Regions from separate parts of the Mus musculus genome. Here region 1 is linked to region 2. Evidence: chromatin contacts called from public HiChIP or PLAC-seq data. All regions are on one chromosome and are shown on one strand. The core of a region is the stretch at or near the end of the contact, and the rest is flanking DNA. Distances in the headings are between cores, read along the strand shown.

What was found. HiChIP or PLAC-seq counts read pairs in DNA pulled down with a chosen protein or histone mark.
Region 1: an H3K27ac HiChIP or PLAC-seq map of heart atrium shows a contact between it and region 2, with 7 read pairs. The contact joins two enhancer-like sites. A contact is called at or near these places in 2 of 484 Hi-C or Micro-C datasets (the HL-1 cell line and uterus) and 2 of 115 datasets of contacts at active chromatin or transcription factors (embryonic stem cells and heart atrium).

What each region holds. Positions count from the first base shown.
Region 1 is chr12:8,237,715-8,242,658 of GRCm38.p6, reverse strand. Ldah (lipid droplet associated hydrolase) reads right to left here. Exons shown (of 7, transcript NM_001364261.1): 4 at 4,044-4,216. Among named protein-coding and RNA genes, the nearest start is that of Gm33037, 32 kb to the right of the region's middle. Within about 2 kb of position 1,813, at least 11 of the 459 cell types and tissues checked have an H3K27ac peak or open chromatin away from gene starts, as enhancers often do. A contact at or near this core is called in heart atrium, where this site is marked.
Region 2 is chr12:8,097,931-8,102,288 of GRCm38.p6, reverse strand. All of the region lies in intron 1 of Gm33037 (a long non-coding RNA gene), which reads left to right. Among named protein-coding and RNA genes, the nearest start is that of Ldah, 110 kb to the left of the region's middle. Within about 2 kb of position 2,983, at least 12 of the 459 cell types and tissues checked have an H3K27ac peak or open chromatin away from gene starts, as enhancers often do. A contact at or near this core is called in heart atrium, where this site is marked.

The sequences.
Region 1 (4,944 bases), core at 564-3,063, 140 kb before region 2:
GCCTGCCTGCCTCTGCCTCCCGAGTGCTGGGATTAAAGGCATGAGCCACCACACCCGGCTCAGTAAGTCTCTTAAATGATGTAAGAACAAAGTTGTCAAAGATTACACAAAAATATTGCAAAGTGCTGAACCAAAGGAAAACTAAACAAATCAGCTACCAAACTGCAAATATGCCCTCAAAATCTTATGGGAGTCAAAAATTCCAGTAAAAATAACAGAAGAGATGAGAACACAAGTTTTTTATTATCACACTTCATATGTTATAAAACATAACAGCTAACTTATTTTTGGCAACGTGATTAGGGATTGCAACACTCTGGCTTCCACAACTTACTTGATTGTCAAATGCATCTTAAATGGAGCGTTTCATGTTAATTTCAGGCATGCAGGCAGTGTGCAGTCTCAGAGACACTGAAATGTCAACGCTTCAGCATGGATCACCCCAGCAGTTATTAACTGGCCCAGGTGTTTAGTGGTGGAGAGGCAGGCAGGATGTCGTAGTGGAGAATTTCAACAATGCAGATAATTGAAACCAGATCTAGCTTATTTTACAAAAGATTATTTATTTGTATGAGTGTTATGCCTGCATGTATGTATGTATGTATGGATGGATGGATACCATGCATACATCAGAATATTCTGCAAATGTCAGAAGGTGTCAGACTCCCTGGAACTAGACTTACAGATGGCTGCGAGCTACCATGCAGGTTCTGGGAATTGAACCCAGGTCCTCTGTAAGAGCAACAGTTATTCCTAACTGTGGAACCATCTCCAGCCCCAGATCAAACCTTTGAGTAATGAAAACACAAAGTTGTACAGACAACACCTTTACCTCCCTAAAGGTGCCTTTCATGTAGGAACACACATTATTTTCTAGTATACCAGTCGTGTCTGTGTCTCTTCTCTCTCTATGCGATACATGTATGTGTGTGTATGTATGTATATGCATGTGCATGTAAAGACAAAGGTTGATGCTGGGTGTCTTTTCCAATTGTGCTCTTAGTTTTTGAGACACTGAATCTGGAGCTCACGGGTTTTTTGAGGATGGCAGGTTCACACACTCCAGGGATCTACCCTCTGCTCCCACAGAACTGGGGTTTACACCTGGCTTTTACACAGGTGCTGGAGATCCAAACTCATGTCCCCATGGCTGTGGTACAGGTGGAGCCATACCTCCATACCATTAAAGAAGAGGAGGTACAGTTTCATTGCTCTCTGAGACTCTGAATCATAATATATCTTTACAAAATGATTCTGTACAGCTTGTGTTTCTTCCTTTCCTCCTCCCCTTTCCCCTCCCTTCCTTCTTTCCATCCTTTCCCATCTCAATCCAAGTATCCACAGGAGACTACAACCCTGGGAAGACACACAATTACTAGCTTGTCAAAGACTCTGCACTCTGGGACCTGGTTAAGCTGTGATCAGGTTTCTGACCAGAGACTGACAGTAAATACATATGGTTTTACAAAGCTAGTCTGGGGCAATTTTATATATAACAGTAGGTAACCAATATAGTAGTTAACCTAATGATTGAAATGAGTCTAGTATTATTTCCATAAGAACAATAATAGATACTTGCTTAGAATGTTGAAATCCTAGGCAACACTCTTAATATTTTGCATAAATCGTCACAAAATCCTTGAAGAACATATTTCCAATTTGCTGATAGAGACACTGAGATAGAGACTCAATGATTTGTCTCTTTACACAAACAAAAAATGTCAGAAACTGACTTGAGCCTAAGTGAGTAGGTAGAGACAGAGCTCACAGTCACACTCGGCCTGAGTGCTGGGAAATATGGCAGCCACAAATAGCATGAGAGGAATTTCAAGGACAGAAAAGAGACTGTAAGTGACGCCAAAGGTAACATCAAAAGCAAAGCTGCTTCCTGAATAAAAGGCCTTATCTAGGGCAAAATACAAATGAGTGGAAGTAAGAATTCAATGAATAGAGTGTAATCTTCAATTTATTGAATTCACCCAGACATAAAAGTTTATTTTCTTATATCCAAAAGGAGAAAATTAAAATCCATTTGGTATTAAAAACAGCCAGGGAGTCTATAGTTGTACTTTTTCCAAGTGCTGGTTTGAGCACTGAACGAAGCAAGCTGGCAGGAAAGGAGGCAAATTCCTAGTGGGATCCAAGACCCCGCTGGAGGTATTTTATCACACGGAGTGAAACTATTCATGGACAGGGCTGCTGTGAAGGGATCCCTTCCTCTTGCTTAGCTGCCTCATCCACGAGACTCCAGGCCTGTAGCTAAAAAACAGCCTGTATCCTCAGGGGGTCACACACACACACACACACACACACACACACACACACACACACACACACACACACGCCACATGCAGAAATAACTTGTAAATTGCAGCCACTCACTGGGTCATTTCATGTGAGCTAAAGAGCACCTTTCTGTAAAGGCTCTTAAACAGTTCACACATTAAGTTGGACTCTGTGATGTGAATGCCCCGATATGCAGTTCATAGCTGCACTTAGGAGCCAGTGGCATGAGGCTGGGTGCAGCCCTGTAGTAGAGCGTTTGCCTATCATGCTTTAGGCCCCAGTTTCACCCCCAGGATCATAACAACCAACAAAAAGACAAAGAAACCAAGCATCTGTGAAGGAAAGGATACATATGTACCTGCAAACTACAAAATAGAAAAGAATCTAAACTCATGATCTACTTAACATATTCCACAAAGACAGGCATTACCTGTCGATGGTGATGATGATGGTGATGATGGGGTACCAGTTTGCTTCTTAAAAGAGACAGGAATATTTTCTTATTTAAGTTTTTTGGAGAGTTACTGTTCTTATTTTACTGTATGGGTGATTTGTCTATCTCAGATTAGAATGTGCCTCTAACTCTACAGTCCCAGCAGAAGATCCTGTCTGCATTCAGGGAACCTGGGTTACAGGGCATTTATCATCTTTGCTTATTAGTTAGACAGGTGATTGGCATGCTAGATGCCAGCCTTAGCTCTGGGTTGTGTCATAAGTGCTGTGTCAGGAATCGTGGAAGTTCGGCTGTGTGTTGTGGCCAGTGGCCTACCTTCCTTGGAGTCATCCCACTAACTCTTCCACTTTTGCTGGGGATTCTGTTTCACTCTCAGATTCCCCAGCACCCCATACACTCGGTGCTGCTCATTCTAGGCTAGTTGCTCTCTAACAGAGAGGCAGGCAGTCCCTGTAGAGAGGGTCTTCCTTGTCCATATCCCTGCTGTTGAGACAAGGTGCTAGTATCCATACTGCAGTAGCACAACTGTGTTCTTAATGTCACCTAGCCTCAGCTGCAAGTACCCGCAGGGTGAGTGAGATACAGCAGATCAAAGGGATCACTCAGTGTCCCACTGTGCACCACACATCCAGTGTGCGTACACATGGTCAGAAGGCCCTTTCCTCCGACTGTCTTTCCAAAGCTAGTCCTGTACCATGCAGGGCAGCCTGTTCTCTGTGCTTCTCATCAGCTTCACTTCTTCAAGATCTCTGTGTGTAACATCTCTAGTATTGGTTGGATGTGTGAGGAAGGTTAGCTCTAAGCAGGACATGTCATCAGCTGACCTTGTATGTATATCTGTGCACCTTGTGCATGCAGTGCCTGTGGAGGCCTCTAGAGAGGGCATAGAATCCCTGAAGTGTAGTTACAGGCTGTTGAGAACCACCTCGTGGGCATCACACTTGCTGGACCCTCCAGAAGAGCACTCAGTGCTCTTAGCCTCTGGGCCATCTCTCACCTATGAATATTTTCAGAACACTCTTTCAATAAAGACAGAGTCCTTCCCATGTCACTCTCAGTAACTGTTCTTAAACATTACTTCATAAAAGACAGAAAGTTAAACATGACATCAGAACTCCCGAGAACCCTAGATTCAAAGAGATTCATTTAGAAAACCTCTTTCCCACTATTATTCACTGGAACATTATGGGAATTTCTTAAACACATCTTTGGTAATAGAGAGATGAGGATAAAGGTGGATACCACACACCCTTCCCTCTGCTTTCCAAAAAAAAAAAAAAATCACCTTCAAAGGCATACTTACAGGCAGCTCGGGGACTCGCTTCATCACGTGAAGGGTCATATAGGTGCCTACGGAATGGCCAATGAGTATAAGCTTCACATCCTTTGGCACGTGAGCTCTCAGAAAAGCTATTTTGTGCTCTATTTGACCATTCAGACCATAGACGTCCTCAATTTTTTGAGCATTTGACTCTTCTAGAAGCAAAAGTATGAACATGCTTTAATTAGTAAGTAAACAAGCTTATTAAAGAAGAAAAAGTATCTACAAAAATGCTGAAGCTTAAAGCAGTAACTCAGAGTTAAGTCTTTACCATGCATCCCAGGCTTCTAGTCTACTAGAGTAGCTACAGCAAGAGGCACTGACAGTAACTCGCCCTTCGCACAGAACTGGAAAAGAAGCACTATCTGAAACAGCTCGACTCACAGACGTATGTGTGAGACTGTCGGGCACAGACCTATGACGGAGAGGAGGTGAGATGCAAATGAAGGTATGTTCTCAAAGTCCACGGATTTTCAACGAGTCCATGAACTATTGTTAGTTTAGGCCAGGAGTTCTCTAACTTGATCATGTAACAGAATATTCGGGAAGGTCTGTTGGAACAGATAGCAGGGCCCTGACTCCAGAGTTTCTGACATAGTAGGTCTGGGTAGAGGGCCAAGAATTTTCTAAGTTTCCAGGAGATACAGATATGATTCTAGGATTACACCCTGGGCACCACTGGATTAAGCTTATATTCAGTGAACTACCAAAACATGTGATGCTGCCTATGTTAAATAATCTGTTTATATTTAAATAACTTAAAAGTCTTAAATAGAAACTTAAATATTAACTCATACAGTCTTGACCTATGACTTGAAATAGCCTTTCTTTCTGTCCTAACTCTTTTTCTAGAGTCTTCAAGACTTAATTAAAAACTACATTG
Region 2 (4,358 bases), core at 1,734-4,233:
AAATGATCTTTTCGAGCTTAGCTTGATATGTTTAACTCCTCATAGATGTAAGGAGCTGCCCAAGAGGAGGGAGAGAGGCATATGAGCTCTTGCTTTTGAGCTCCAGGTACTACATGTGGCCCTGAGTGGAGCTGGTTCACCATGGCTAAAGTTACATTTCAGAATGGTATACTGTAACCAAGCTTAAAATTGTCATCTTTGGGGACCAGCACGTGCACAATCGCAGCTGCTCCTGCACACAGCTGTGGCTGATGAGTTTATCCCCCACCCTGCCGCAATTTTCATGGTTGATTACGCCCATCTTCCCTGTATGGCCATGTCTCTTGGGCACAGCTGAGTGGCTCTCCCTTTATGAGAGGCAGACGCTTCTCTCTGAGGACTTTGCACACGGAGAGATAAACGCAAGCATGACCAAAGAAATGGGCCCAAACGTTTACTAGTAAGTCTTTTTTCTTTTTTAAGAATGCTCTTTATTTGGGAGCCTTGGTTGACCTTTATGTGTGAGGATGTGGAAATGTCCCCAGGAAATCTTAGAAACCTCAGAGGAAGCTGTTGACAAAATTCCAAAAAACTGAATTTTTGTTTGTATTCTGCAGGCAGAGAATAACAGATGGCTTTCCACGTACTTTAGACAGATGAGTCTAAATTTAATCTTGAATTTTTTATTATGTTATTTGTTTGTTGTGTATGTGTGTGCACATGTCCTAGTGTGCAGGTGGAGATCATGGCAGAGGACATCTTGTGAGAGTCTGTTCTCCCTTTCCATGATATGGGTCTTAGGATTGAACTCAGATCATCTTGTGTGGCAGCAGATACCTTTGCCCACTAGCAACCTTGCTTACCCAAGATGATTGTAATCTCGAAAAGACTGATTTCTTAGATTTTGGTGGGCATCTTTTCACTGGTGGTGCTACAAAACTAGATTACAATGTTTCAGGACATTACAACTGGAATCCTGATTTATTTCAATATGTGTGTGTGTGTGTGTGTGTGTGTGTGTGTGTGTGTGTATGTTTCTTCAGGTACATGGATATGTGTGTGTGTGTGTGTGTGTGTGTGTGTGTGTGTGCATATAGAAGTCAGAGTATAACCTTTGCTGTTGTTCCTCAGGTGATATCCACCTTGTGTTTTTTGAGACAAGGTCTCTTGCTAATTTGGAAGTCATAAAGTAAGCTAGCTTTGCTTATCAGTGATTGCCAGAGATCTGTCCGTCTCTGTCTCTCCAGTGCTGGGATTACAAGTATGCATTACTATGACTGGCCTATTTTATGCATGTTATGAGGATTAAGTACTTGCAAAGCAAGCACTTAAACAACTTAGCTGTCACCCCAGATTTTTGATGGCAGTTTTGAAGAAATCATAAAAAAGTCACCTGCAGCAGAAGTTCTTTGTATTGAGACAAACCATGTAGGGTCAAGTGCACAGCTCTCTCATTTTTATGAAAAATCCCTAATTACACCTCTACGTGAGAACTAGAGAGGGCACTGGGAACTGTGCAAGGCCCTGTAGTCAATTAGACCACGATCACTCAGCAGCAGGGATACAGCAGGGCAGAGTCAGGAGGAGTCCAAGGGGTACAGGCTACTCAGGAGGAAGGAGACAAGGGAATGTGAGTTAATGTCTGAGTAAAAGACATAACCAGTCTCTACTTGGAGACTTGGAACTTCAGGCAATAAGATTATTCCAGTCTTGGGACTTTGGTCCAACTGGAATGAAAACAGTTGCTGACAAGTACTCAATATCTTCATCTCATCAGAGGTCCATGGGCATATGACCACATGCTGGCATATGTCCAAAGGCAAAGTGATGAAGGTTTAGAGGCTGGCTTCAGCCTCGTGTCCCTGGAGTTCTTGCTTCCCTGTTCCTCCTGTGGGATGGCCAGAATAAGGCTGAGTATTCACAAGTAGTATAACAAAAATGAGGCTCAACCTCACAGACAACAGAAGCCAGGACAGCTGGGGCATGTTTTGCAGGTGGCTGAGATCATGAAAACTGATGAACTTTGTGAGGTCTGGGCTCAGAATCCTGGGGAGTGCCAGTCCCTGGTGTTAAACTGGTTTGGCCCTGACTCAGGACCACCTAAGCAGAGGCTGTGCTGACATGAGCCACATAGAGCTTTGAGGTTCTGAAATCACTGGTTTGGGTATTTGGCTAATGATGGGGCTCAGTGTCAAGTGGCTCCGCTTTTTCTTTCCTTCCACTCTCAGAAGAATTCAGGACTCTCTGGTCAACTCCCCAGCAGAGGTCAGAGCTGGAGCTCTCCAAGGTGCTGATGTCCTAGGCCAACTGCCCCAGAGGGCACAATACTCTGTTAATGTTCCTTGAAGCTCACCTAGGCCGCCTGGGGAACCTTTTCCCCACCCCACCCCATTCTGTGAATATATTAACCATCAGAGGCCCATTAGGAAGATATCAGGATAACTGAATTGAATTAGAGGGATAGATAGATAATTAGATAGAGGAGAGGGAGAGGAGACAAACACACAGAGATATCAGTCACCTTTGGCTTTTAAGTTAATAGCCTGGGGAATCAGACAAATGACACTATTACTCTACAGGAGAATTGCCAGGTTGGTGTGTGTGTGTGTGTCTGTGTGTGTGAAATTTAGCTTATACAAGTTGAGTGTAAGGTGCTAGGAAACTTCTAGAGTTAGAGCTAAGATGGTACCAGCAAGCACCCCTGTCTCCACTCCCCTACAGCAATAGGGTAACAGATATGCAAGGTCATGCCTAACATAGCTTGTGGGCACTGAAAATCAGGTCCTTGTTCTTGCCCAGTGTCTTAGTTTCACTTTACCCTGACCAAAAGCAACTTTGGGGAGAAAAGGGTTTATATGACATGGTTACATCCAGGTCACAGATCATCATTCTGTAGAAATAAGGCAGGAACTCAAGCCACTTGTCATACCACACCCACTGCTAGGAGCAGAGCCACTTGTCATACCACACCCCCTGCCAGGAGCAGAGCCACTTATCATACCACACCCCCTGCCAGGAGCAGAGCCACTTGTCATACCACACCCACTGCTAGGAGCAGAGGGAGAAAATCCACCTCTGGCCAGCTTGTTTGTTTGCTTTTGCTCAGCCAGTTTTCTTCACTCCCACACATTTCAGGCACTAGCACATGGATTGATGTCACCCGAATGGTCTTTCTACACCACGTAACAATCAAGACAATCCCCCACTGGCATATACACAAATCTATATAATTCTTTATTTGTGACTCTTTCCCCAGAAGATTCTAGGTTGTATCAGGTTGACAATTAAAACTGACAATTAAAAGCAGGAGTTTTTACCTAACAGTCACCTCCCAACCTCTGTACTAATTTCTTTTTCACTGTCCTTTGGCCACAGAAACCTTTCTCTTCTAAGTCGCTATGCTGGTTTCTCATGCAAGGCCTTTTCGGATGCTCTTTGCTCTGCCTGGAAACATATTACTTCTGCTGCTGCTCTTACTATTCATGTGCCTGCTCAAGTACAATCTTTTCAAGAGAAGTCTTCCCTCCAAAGTGTGGATACTTCGTTCCTTCTTAGAATGGGGAACAAAATACCCATGGAAGCAGTTACAGAGACAAAGTTCAGAGCAGAGCCTGAAGGAATGATCATCCAGAGACTGTCCCACTTGGGGATCCATCCCATAAACAACCACCAAACCCAGACACTAGGCAGATGCCAACAAGAGCCTGCTGACAGGAGCCTGATATAGCTGTCTCCTGCGAGGCTCTGCCAGTGCTTGGCAAATACAGGAGTGGATGCTCACAGTCATCCATTGGATGGAGCACAAGGTTCCTAGTGAAGGAGGCAGAGAAATACCCAGAGAGCTGAAGCAGTCTGGAGCCCCCTAGAAGGAACATCAATATGAACTAACCAGTACACTCAGAGCTCCTTGGAACTATACCACCAATCAAAGAAAACACATGGTGGAACTTGTGGCTCTAGCTATATTTGTAGCAGAGGATGGCCTAGTTGGTGATCAATGGGAGGAGAGGCCTTTGGTCCTGTGAAGGCTCTATGCCCCAGTATAGGGGAATGCCAGGATCAGGAATGGGAGTGGGTGGGTTGGGGAGCAGGGGAAGGGGAAGGGGGTAGGGGATTTTCAGAGGGGAAACTAAGAAAGGGGATAACATTTGAAATGTAAATAAAGAAAATATCTAATAAAAAATGAGAGAAGTCTTCCCTGATGTGTGTATGTCGTAGTCATTGCAGGTCTCTCTCTATCACACCGATCTCACTCTGCTTTCCTGTTAGCATTTATTACCACTGAAAATTTACATTCTGCATCATGTATTTTTTTTGCCCCTGAGCTTCATCAAGTGTTTTGAGGGCTAGGAGTCTCATCTGTCTTACTCATTTCACTT